Linked DNA regions of Sus scrofa: region 1 is linked to region 2. Evidence: chromatin contacts called from public Hi-C data. All regions are on one chromosome and are shown on one strand. The core of a region is the stretch at or near the end of the contact, and the rest is flanking DNA. Distances in the headings are between cores, read along the strand shown.

What was found. Hi-C and Micro-C count contacts between places; a contact is called where the count stands out from the background.
Region 1: a Hi-C map of omental adipose tissue shows a contact between it and region 2, with 2.1 times the contacts expected there. The contact joins the promoter of LOC100525229 here to the enhancer-like site in region 2. A contact is called at or near these places in 2 of 5 promoter capture datasets (fetal liver and liver) and 9 of 47 Hi-C or Micro-C datasets (embryonic fibroblasts, epiblast stem cells, fetal heart ventricle and 6 more).

Annotation. Positions count from the first base shown.
Region 1 is chr6:107,280,598-107,286,383 of Sscrofa11.1, reverse strand. LOC100525229 reads left to right here and starts at 3,629. Exons shown (of 6, transcript XM_021096175.1): 1 at 3,629-3,717; 2 at 5,406-5,786. It overlaps GATA6 (GATA binding protein 6), which reads right to left and starts at 2,057. Exons shown (of 6, transcript NM_214328.2): 1 at 895-2,057. The coding sequence starts at 2,020.
Region 2 is chr6:107,062,572-107,068,685 of Sscrofa11.1, reverse strand. No RefSeq gene overlaps it. Among named protein-coding and RNA genes, the nearest start is that of MIR133A-2, 67 kb to the right of the region's middle. Within about 2 kb of position 1,610, at least 3 of the 83 cell types and tissues checked have an H3K27ac peak or open chromatin away from gene starts, as enhancers often do. A contact at or near this core is called in omental adipose tissue, where this site is marked.

The DNA.
Region 1 (5,786 bases), core at 2,380-4,879, 220 kb before region 2:
GCCAACAACAGTTCACACCCTCCCTGCTTGAGCAGGACAAACACTTCTCAAGATGGGGCATTTCCAGGTATTTTGACAATTGTGTTTTCCCAGTTCACTCCAAACTGCCCCCAGACACTGGAATGGAAAGCATGAGTGAGAGTGGAGACTGAAAACTTGTTAGCTTGAACTCTGGAGAAAGAATGAGTGTGGGTGCCCCAGGACCCCGGGTTCCAGCCTGGCAGGCGCAGGAAGGGAGGGGGATCAACAGACCCAGACACTTGGGGAATTAATGTCAAGCCAAAGGACCCCTCCACCAGCTTTCGCTTCCAGACAGTCACAAAGCCGACCTCTCTTCTTTCCCTCTCACTGAGGGCCAGGGAGCTAAATGCCAACTAGGTCCTTTTCCACTCTGGAGCTCTTTTAAAACACTCTCCTTGAGGAAAACGCACACACACACGACTCCCAACCTTTGGAGGGTTGAATTGGGTGAGATTGCATTTGAGGAGAGGATGAAATGCAGAAAACTCCCCGAAATTACCCCGCAAGTGGAGTCTCACGATTTCGCCCACGCAAACTAGAGTCTGCCACCAGGCTTCGGCTCTGTCCGTTTCCCTCCTGGGCTCATTTTTTTTCATTTTTTCCAACTGCCCACCCCAGTCGCTATTCATCAGGTCCCTGGACGTCTTCCCAGACACTGAGCTACATCTGAGCATCTAGACTCTCTCCTGGAATGGCACTAAGACACTTCGCAAAACAGAAGCAGCACATCAGCTCTGTCAGACTCTGGGCATTCAGACAGGAATGCCCAAGTCAAGCAGCTGCTCCGCGTTCCGCAACGCCCCCCCCCGCCCCCAGTCCAGCCAGGCCTAGGCGCCTTGAGCCCCCACCCCCGCGCGGTTGCGCGACCCTTACCTGCGCTGGGGCCCCGAGGCACAGGGAGCGGGGCTCCGGCGCGACTCTGTAGACTGTGCAGCACCGGGGTCTCGAAGGGTCCCGCAGGCCATGCGGGCGTCAGCGGCGCACCCACGTAGGGCGAGTAGGCACTTGGGTGGTGATGGTGATGGTGATGGTACGTCCCGTTCAACGGCCGCGCGGCCGATAGCGAGCTGTATTGGTGCTCGCGGCTGCCCATGGCCGCCAGGCCACCGCCACTGCCGCCGCTCACGCCGCCCGCGCCCCCGCCGCCGGCAGCTGCGTAGCCCCCGGGGTCCCTAGCCGCGCCATTGGCCATGGGAGGGCTGGGCGAGTAAGGGAAGCGCGCCGAGACATGCGCCGCGGCCGAGCCTGCGCTGCCCGGCCCCGCCGCCCCGCCGCCCGCCGTGCCGCCTCCGCTGCCATATGGGGGGCTATCCGCTGAGGCCTGTGGCCAGCCGGGGTGCGAGCCCGCGCCGCCCGCATGATTGGCGGGCCCGCTGCCCGCCCCCTGCAGGTACGGTAGGCCTGGCAGCATGGAGCCCACGCGCGTGGTGGGAACGTAAACCGGGGAGCTAGCCGCCGCTGCGGCCGCTGCAGCCGCGGCCGCCGAGTGCACGAAGCCGCCGGGCGCTCCGTCGTAAGCGGCGGGCCCCTGGCTGGAGAGGGCTGCGAGGGTCTGGTACATCTCCTCCGGCTGCTCGGGTGCGAAAGGGCTCAGCTTGGCGCCGCGGCTGGACCACAGCAGCTTGCTGGCGGTCGCGGCCTGGTCGAGGTCAGTGAAGAGCAATAGGTCCTCCCAGCTCGACAGGGCGCCCCCGGGGGCAGAGATCCCGGGCGCCGAAGGTCCGTGAGGAGCCCCGAAGGGATGCGAGGCGTAAGGGTTGAGCAGCAGCGAGCGGGCTGTGGGTCCCGCCGCCGCCTCCGTGTCGAGCTGCGGCGTCCTGCAGTTGCTGGCGCCGCCGGGGCCACGCTCCCCACCCCGTGAGCAGCAGGAGGAAGAGGAGGAGATGGGGGAAGGCGGCGTAGAGGGCTCCCGCGCTGGAAAGCCTCCGGAGTCGCCGGCGTCCGCAGCCGCGGCCCCTAAGCGCTTTGGCAGACACCAGCCGCCGTCAGTCAAGGCCATCCACGGTCCCGCGCTGCTCCAAGCTGACTTCTAGCTCCTGAGACCGGGTGGGGAGGGAGGCAGGGTCGGGAGAAAAAATAAAAAGGAATTATCAAAAGCGCATGCTGCCCTTCTCACTTCCACTCCCCTCTCTAGATAATGAGATTCCTCAAAGATCCCGTCTCGGCCCAGGTTCTAGGGGTGGGGAAAGAGAGGAGCATGGAGCCTGCTCAGCCGCCACAAGGTCCTCCCAGAACCAGGATACCCGCTCTCCTTCTCCCGCACCTCCAGAGTCCCCTCGCCCTCCCCTCCCACCCTCCTTCGCAGCATCCTCCATCCACACGCGCGCCAGATCCCAGGGGTGACTGCGAGGCTGACCAAGGTTTTCCTTCCGCCCCGAAGTGGCTCCCTCCCGGCCGATGGCACACAAAGGAACTTTTGTTAAAGTAGCTGTGCGTGTCGGTGCTGCCTTATTACGCCCCGGTACGGAGGGCTCCCTCGCAGGGAATGCCTCAGTGTGAAGGCTGCCCGCTTGAAAATCATTAGCGCAGGGAAAGCAACCTGTCCCAGAAAACGAAACCACCGAGTTCTCCCATACTGGCTCTCCCAGAGCTTCCCGGACTGCGCTGACGAGACGCAACGCGAGCTCCAGAGAGAAATGCAACCCAGCCCAGGGAGGTGGGGCGCCTGGGCGGAGACCGCAGTCTCGGACCTTCAGGGCACAGGCAGTGCGAAGTCTCATGCCCAACCCGCGTCCCCGTGGCGCCGCACACCTTAGACACCGCTCGCCCCCGCAGCCACCGATGCGTGCGCTCACGCCGGCCGGGCCATGCCGGCTGGGCCACCCCGGCCCACCCCGCGGTCATCCCCAGGCGCGGAAAGGCTAGACGGTTCCGGAATGGACGTAGCAGGGTGGAGCGGAGCGCGGAGGAAAAAAGGGGGGGATGAAAGGGGGACTTGAGACCGCCCTGGAGACGAAGCCACCCCAAAAGGGAGAGCAGCAAGAATGACAGGGAGACTAGGAGGGGGTGGAGGGAGGCCAAACGCAGCCTAGCTGGCCTCTATGGGGCTGCTTTTCCAAATCGTTTCGGCTCATCGGAGATAACCATACTAAAATTAATACACACACAGACCCAGGCCAGATAGCACGAAAGAAGTCTCTGCGCGCCTGACTCCGGCTCCCGCCCCTTTGCGCCAAGATAACTCGGAGATAAGGGTGCGCGCAGATAAGCGCTTCGGAGAGAGGAAAAGACACCAGAAGTTAGTCCGCGGTATCCAGGAACCTGGGAGCCGCCACGGCCTGCCAGGAGTGGATAAGATAGACACCCTTGGAGCCGATCGCGGCCCGCAGAGGGCCGGAGAGCCGAGGCCGAGGGGCCTGCGTTGGGTGGGGGGTGCAGAGGAAGAAAGAGGGGTGCTCGAGCAAGAGAGGTAGCAGCCGAACCTGGGGTGGGCGCAGCGCATGGAGAACAGCGGTGGAGGAGTGTGCTCCCGAATGTGGAGAGAGGCCGAAGGCGCCAGCCGGCGAGCGCGAGTCCGGGGTCTGCGCGGTGCTGCTGGTGAATAAAAAGGAGAGAGGAGGCGCCTCTTACTGCTCTGCCGGAAAACTGCAGCCTGCGCTCCTGATTGGACTCACCGAGCCCTAAACAAACAGCGCTCGCCGAAGGGTGCCAGGCTGTGGGTCGGAACTGCGCTCAGCGAGCAGCTGGGCGCTGGAGGTGAAGAGGAGGAGGAGGAGGAGGGAACGAGGGGAGGAGAGAAAAGAGGGTGGGGAGGGGAAGGCGGGCGGCGGGGGAGGGGAGCGCGCTGCTAGGGCAGACAATGAGTCCCGCGCAGCCTGCGGGTGTGGGCTGAGCTGCGAGCGCGGTCCTAGGACTAAGAGCAAGTCCACCCAGGGGGCGCCGATCCCGGGGACGCCGGGGGAGGGGCAGAGGTGGCAGAACGCCTGACCTGGCTGGCGACCCACACCCATTCCTCCTCCCCCAGTTACACACATACTCAAGGGGGGGAGGCGCTGGCAGGGTTGACTATGCATAGTCCAACGCTGTCTCCGCAGCGGGAGAGACGCGCCATCTCGGGGGTCAGCGAGCCCTCAGAAAGTGAGGGGAAAGTGCCTTCCTCCGCTGGTCTCCCCCACTGCTGCCTCCACATTAAATGAACTTTTTGCCCCGTAGTTGTGTATGTTTCCCGACCTCTTCTCGAGACCTTGGGGCTCAGGTCCTGGTGGCCGTCGGGGGTCTAGTCTCCTGTGATGTAGGAAAGAAGGAACTAGAGCGCCTAGCTCCCTATCTCTGCTCCGCTTTTTACAAACGGTACTAAATTCCTGGGAAGTTTCGGGAGGTACACGTCGGCACTCCCCAGCTAATCTCTGAGAACTTTTAATTCGGGGCCCTGGTGTACGTAAAGGTTAGTCCACGAGGTGCGCAGAAGGGACAAGGGCTACTAGGCCAGTCGCGCTCTCCGAGTTCTGGTGTCCTGTTTGCTCTGAGCTTTCCCTGGAGAACTTCAGGTAAGTCACATATAAGTCGTTGGAAAGAGGAGGGGGGTCACCTTCCCTGGTTCCAGGGCTAAATACCACTTCCCCACCCCCACCCTCACATACACACCCCTTCTTCGCTCCCTCCAAATGGTTATCACAACTGTGTACAAACTGATACGGTCCTTCGCCGGCAAAGGGACTGGAAATGAACGTCGCGGGGTTATCAGCGCCGATCTGTCAGCAGGGAGTCGCGCGGCCCGCAGGTTCGTCCTCGGCAGGAGCCGTGATGTATGTCTCGCTCCCTTACGCTCACAAAAAGGATTTCTTCCGACAGCTGTGACCCCAGAAGGCTGTCGAAAATTTTAACTAGGGCAGGAGGAGTTGTTTTGTAGGAATGGATTTTTACACTTTTTTTCCAGGTAAATCGAAGTAAATGATTTTCTAAAGGTCAGTCTCCCTGAAAGCCTTTGGGCTGTGTGTGTGTGTGTGTGTGTGTGTGTGCGCGCGCGCGCGCGTGCGCGCGCGTGTGTGTGTGTGTGTGTGTGTGTGTGTGTGTGTGTTTCCAGTTGGGGAAGGGAGAGTTGCATAGAGTTGAACCCGGGTAGGTAGGGACATAATAAAATTTAAGAGTTTGGAGAGATTGTGAGAAGTCATGGCTAAATGTTTCCTTTCTATGTAACTGTGACTTGTGAGCCTGTGTATCCTGGGGGACAAGGGGACAGGGCCAGGCAGCGCGGGGGAGGAAGGTGCAGAATCGAGGAAGTCCACGATTCTCCTTTTCTTTTTTTCATTCTTCGTTGTAAATAGCTGTTAAACACTTCTGAATTTTAAATTGCTACCGAGAAGGTCCATAAACCGTTCTCATCCAATTTAGTCACTTTTATTACATTCCTCTTCGCCTCCCCCAATCACTGCGGCGGCTCCCAGTTTCAGCGTGGCCGTAATTCGGAAAGACTGAAGGTAGAAAACTCTGGAACGGAGATTGGCGACTGGAGCAGGATCCAGGGACTTTAAATTTTAACCTGAATTCGATTGAATGCATCTACCAGAAGAGATAGTCCGGCGTCCGCCGTCCACTCAACTCCGACCAGGGCTTCCAATGCCTTTCTTTTGGTTTCTACGTGAGTTCTGACCAAATTTTTACGTAGACTGAGTTTTGCAGAAGTTCACTTATAAGCCGTTACAGAAAGATTGTGGGCATTTGATTTCCTTTGAGTCCAATTGTTCTTAAATGTTTCTATGGTTTGCTCTCGAAAGCGAAGTTATCTTTTTCTAATTCATATCTTAGCGAGATGCTGTCTAAGGAAG
Region 2 (6,114 bases), core at 361-2,860:
AGGGTGGGGACTGGTTGTTACACTCAGAGTCGTCGGGGAAGCCCTCTTTGGTGAGGAGACATTTGAGCAGATGCCTGAAGGAAGTGAGGGGTGAGCCCTGTGAATGTTCATGGGAAAGTCGTTGAAGGTGGAGGGAACAGCAGATGCAAGGCCCAGGGGTAGAAAAGTGGGTGGCATGTTTGGGAAAGAAAAAGGAGGCAGTGAGAGGCTGGGGTGGGAGGATGCCAGGGGCCTGGACCATGGAGGGATTCTGTTTTCTTTCCCAGGTTAGAGGCAAAGCCTTTGGAGGGTCCTAAGCACAGGAGGAAAGCAGGGCGAGGAGGCAAGGGGACAGAGCACTGAAACCAGGTCAGGGTGAGACTTGAGTCGCTCTGCCCATGCCTCCCCGGACAGACACATGACAAGAGAAGGTCGGATGTACTCATGACATTAGGAGACACCGGGCTAGATCCAGTTTTGAGTAAAAAATCTGGGGAGTTCTCATTGTGGCTCAGTGGGTTACAAATCCAACTAGTATCCATGAGGATGCAGGTTCAATCCCCAGCCCTGATCAGTAGGTTAAGGTCCTGTGTTGCCACAAGCTGCAGCATAAGTCACATATGTGTTTTGGATCCAGTGTTGCTGTGGCTGGGGTGTAGGGTGGCAGCTACAGCTCCAATTTGACCCCTAGTCTAGGAACCTCCATATGCTATGGGTGTGGCCCTAAAAAAAAAAAAAAAAGGAAGAAAAAGAAAGAAACCTGGGCGAGGGGTGGCAGTCACTAGATTCGGAAGACCATTTTGCAAAAATCAAAGCCTCTAACCAGTTCCCTGGAGAAGAAAAGTTGCTTGTGATCTGAGCTACCAACTGTGAGAGAGCCCCACAGCGAGGGTAGGGGACCCCATTAGAATCCCTTCAGGGAACTTTATCTCCTTCTCCACCAGGCTAGGGAGCCTCCAGGCTCCTCAGAGGAAGCTGCCAAGAGGTTCGGTCCTCAGAGAGGAGACGGACCTGCATCAATCACTTGAGTATTTATCCAGTGCTGACATGCCCACAGCTGCGATAGGCCAGCAAGAAATCCTGGTCCCTGTCATCAATTTGTTTATAATTTGGCTCAACAGAGATGGGACTCACATAAAATGCTTTGTAAGCAAACCCCTGAGGTTAAACCAAAGGCTCACCCAGAATAGGTCCTTAACAAATAGCTGTGATGGGAACTGTTAAAACTTGTAGGAGTTGGGATAGAGGAGAGATCCCCATCTTGACACTCCTGGGAAGGCTCCAGGGCTCGGGGGCAGAGTGTAGGACGTGCCCTGGATGGAGAAGTTCTCAGGCCAAGGGAGAGGGATGAGCAAGGCTTCCATCTGCACCGGGTCCCCAGGGACGTGGCTAACACGAGAAAGCTGCATGTTGTTAGGTGTCTGCTGCACAAGCACTTTTGTCCCGCTGTCCCTTGATCTTTCTTACTGATATAACGATACCGCCCTTCCCTATTGCGTTTTATCCTCGAAGAGACTGCAACATTGGGGGTAATGGGGAAACCTGTGATCCTGTGCCTGGCCTGCCTGCTGTTGGAGAGATCCTCTCACTAGATGGAGATGGTGTCCTTGCCAGCAACAGGCGGTGGTGACTCTCTGCCATCTGCTGGCACACTCCCCTCCAGCCACAGAAAGGCCAGGCCTGAGTTAGCTCCGTAAGGACGTCTGGGGGCATTTCCCCTAATCCTCAAGAGGCCTGAGCCACAGGCCCTCAGGCAGGCCCCTCCCAAACCTGGGGAAGGGTCCCGGAGTGGTTCATAGGGTCACATTGTTTGTAAAATAGGTGAAAGTAATATTTTGTTTTGTTTCCCACCTTTGGCCGCAACCATCACATAAGGAAGTTCCCGGCCAGGGATCGAATCCGAGCTGCAGCTGCAGCAGCTCTGGATCCTTAAGCCGCTGTGCCACAGTGGGAACTCTAAAAGTCATATATTTCAAGGGCAATTGGTGAAGACTACTTAGTGTTTGCACTCCCACTTTTCTTCTGCTTCTCTGTGTCAAGGGCAGACATCGACATGGCTTGTGGTGGCTTCTCTGTATGTTGAAGTGATTGCTAAGCCAGCCTGGTATGGACATGGCTTCTAGGACCACGCCTCTCCCCCTCCCTGCCTGGTGGTGTGATGAAAGAAGGCAGGGCCAAGAGGGTCCGTCAGGATACATGTGTCCCATGGCCCCCTCATACATGGGTCGTGCGGGAGAAAAAACATTTGCAATAAAGGCAACTGGAAGCTGGCCTGTGAAAAATTCTTCCAATCATCGGACATGTAAATGGTGAGCCAAAGATTTAGGTATTAACACCTAGTCAAAATGGCCTGGTCTCCAGTCAAGATATTAGGGATGGGGTGTGTGTGGGGGAAGCATTTACAATAAAGGGATTTCTTAATAAAAATATGTTCCCCCCATCCCCGATTTGGAAATATTTGTAGTCTTTTTTCCTAATTGCAATTTGCTGTGATTTATTTTTCTCATTCTAAATAAAAATTTACTGGAGTTCCTGTCGTGGCTCAGTGGTTAACGAATCGAACTAGGAACCATGGGGTTGCAGGTTCAATCCCTAGCCTTGCTTGGTGGGTTAACCATCCGGTGTTGCCGTGAGCAGACCCGGCTCGGATCCTGCGTTGCTGTGGCTCTGGCATAGGCCAGCAACAACAGCTCCGATTCGACCCTAGCCTGGGAACCTCCATGTGCCACGGGAGCGGCCCAAGAAATGGCAAAAGGACCAAAAAAAAAAAAAATTACTTTAATGTCTACGTTTGTATTTGTGATTTTCTATTGTTTTCCTAAAGAGGACATCCCAAATTATATAAGCTCCAGGCCCCACAAAAACCTTGATCTTGAATGTCCATATTAACTTGAATACCTCTTTTGCCAAAACCATGGAAGGCACTGATTTCTGTTTGTCTGGTCGAGAGGCTATGTGCTACAGACTAGGGTCAGAGACTGGAGCTGGACTGCCAGGGTTCAAATGCCATGGGAAGAATGAGCCACCACACCTTAGGAGGTACTTCATACATGTTAAATGTATGATTAGTGCTTTTGACCTGTCAGTTCTCATTCTGAATACTTAGATACAACAATTACAAAACATAGAACTTTAATAATTTGTAACCCTGTTTTATGTTCAATCATTTTTTTTCTTTTTTTAAGGCCATACCTGTGACACATGGAGGTTCCCAGGCTAGGGATTGAATCAGAACTACGGCTGCTAGCCTACACCACAGCCACAGCAACGCAGGATCCCAGCCACATCTGCGACCTACATCACAGCTCACAGCAACGCCAGATCCTTAACCCACTGAGCAAGGCCAGGGGTCGAACCCACAACCTCATTGTTCCTAGTTGGATTCGTTTCCACTGCGCCACAACAGGAACTCCTATTTCAGTCATTGTTAACTGAAACACTATTTTAAAAGAAAAGAGTAAATTAAGGCTTTGTGTTCATTTCATCCATTTCACACCAGAAGGTAACGTGGGGATGGGGTGCAGGTGTCAGATGAATTCGGCTTGAAGAAAGAGGCATGCGAAAGAGAGTACGTGAAAGGCAGAGCTCCCTCCAACAGCAGAAAGATCCCCCTGCCCCAGGGCTAAGCCATGGAGTCCTAATGGCAGCAGCAGCTCTTCAGGTCACTAAGAGGATTTTACTGACCCCTCGTGGGAGAGAGGAGTTGGTGCACCAAGGAAGACACCAGTCCAGGGAATTTTTTTTTTCCTACAATCCTTCAGGGAAAAACTCAAGAAGGGGGAAGGTGAGGTATGTTACTAACCGCCTGGGTTCTTCCCATTCAACTTGAAACTCTCATTGACAGTCAATTCTCACATCACCTTTTTTCCTGACAGACCTCAGAGCTCCCATCAAAGGCAGGTGTGCGATATCAGGTTGTGGTTTAAAAAAAAAAAAAAAGATAGGAAGGGAGGGAGGGGAGATAAGAAAAAGAAAACTAATGTTGGAACCCTAGTGCAGCTACTAACTAAATGAAAAACTGAGAAATTTGCTGAATTTCTCTGAACCTCCCCATCCTCACAGGTAAAATGAAATTCAGTGACGGAATCAGACGATATGTATAATGCACTGTGTGTGGTAGGTACTCAATAAGTGCTTACGTTGCTATCCTGACGCACAAGAATGTCACATTTACTCACCGTCTTGACGTTTATTAGGCAGTTACTTCACACCTAGAACATCCCCTTAAAAAGAGAAAAAAATTTAGAGGTTTCTCTTTAATGAACAATTTCCTCAGTTGAGGCCCGGTCTGACAGCCTCTGACCACACACACAGATAGAAAACACTTCTTGTTCAGGAAGCTTGGTTTCCCCTGTGCAAGCAGAATTCCAGGTGGGGGCACAGAGAACACCACCTGCCCTCCCCAGTGGGGCCAGCAGGACGGTGTGTCTTCCTTCACCTTCACATAGGAAATGCCTAAGGTCCCACACAGAGGTAAATACTCTGCTGAAACCAGAGGGAGATGATTCCTATTTTTTCCAACCTGCAGTCTGAGGTTCCTATGTTGTGAAATAACAAGCCCTCAGGATTCCTGGGACATAATGGGATGGAGAGGAGGTGCAGGACAGCATGGTGGCAGTGCTTTTCCCCCGCAGGAGACACTGGGGTGACGCCTTCTTGCTCTTTTCTTCTTCCCAGGGGAGAGGAGATCAGGCTGAAGGATAACAGATGCTGAACTTGAAGGGACTGGGTTAGAGGAAACCAAACTGCCTGGCTTAGGATAACTTCGCCAGAGCCCTGGAATGATGCCCACAACTTTCCAGGCAACCCTGACCTCCCTCCTTACCAAGCCAGGGCGGCCCAGAAGAAGACTTTCCAGGCCACGCTCCCAAGGCCCCTCAGCTCTGGAATGATAACTTCTACTTTTCCTTTTCTTGTCTCCCTCTACAGAGCAATTTATTTTAAAAGTTATTCTATGTAATTAAGTATTAGAAGTCACTGCAAAAAAAACACAATAAAACAAAAAACCTTCATTTCCACACCCCAAAGTCAGAGCCACTAGCGCTATCAACACTATTGAGTTGTTAGAGGATTACGATGCATGGGTAACACATTCGGCATGGTTCTTGGCTCATAAGAAGAACTCAATAAATATCAGCTGTTAAAAAAAAATAAATATGAGTTCCCATCATGGCTCAGCAGAAACGAATCTGACTAGCATCCATGAGAACGTAGGTTCGATCCCTGGCCTTGCTCAGAGGGTTAATGCTCCGGCATTGCTGTGAGCTGTGGTGTAGGTCGAAGACGTGGATCAGATCTAGCGTTGCTGTGGCTGTGACATAGGCCATCAGCTACAGCTCTGACTCGACCCCTAGCCTGGGAATTTCCATATGCCACGCGTGTGGCCCTAAAAAGATATAAATAAATAAATAAATAAATAAATAGTAAAAGTCATTGTTACTAAAATGTGAGAGGTTAGGTAAAGACCTTCGGCATAGTATGCATACCTGTGTTTTTTTAGAAAGGGAGGAACCAATATAATTGGTTCCTTAAAAAAAGACTAAATAAATAAATAAAATAAATAAGGACCTGCTGTATAGCACAGGGAACGCTACTCAATATTCTGTCTAACCTATATGGGAAAAGAATCTGAAAAAGAATGGATATATGTATATGTAAGCTGACTCACTTTGTGTACACCTGAAACTAATACAACACAGTAAGTCAACTATGTTCCAATAAAATTTTTTCAAAAAAGAAAGTAGAAAAAGTAAATAAAAATAATGGAGGGTATATAAACCATAATTATTTATAATTATTAAAAACCATATTATTTATAGTTTAATTTCTTTATTTAAATTAATTATTAAATTAATAACTATGTAATTATTTTATAACTATTATTTACATGGGAATGGAGGTTGGAAGGGACAGGAATGGAAGAATACATCTTGTTTTGTATAACTGATTTTGGAAAAATGTACATATTTTACATAATTTGAAATGAAATTGAATAAGGCAATTCTTAATATCCAAAAATGAAAGTAAACCTGTATACCCAGTTGGTAGCATAATCACACAGAGAGGGCTACTCCAAGGACTGTAAAACACAGAACTTTGAGTAAAACATCCCCAGTGGGAAATACTCCAACATTA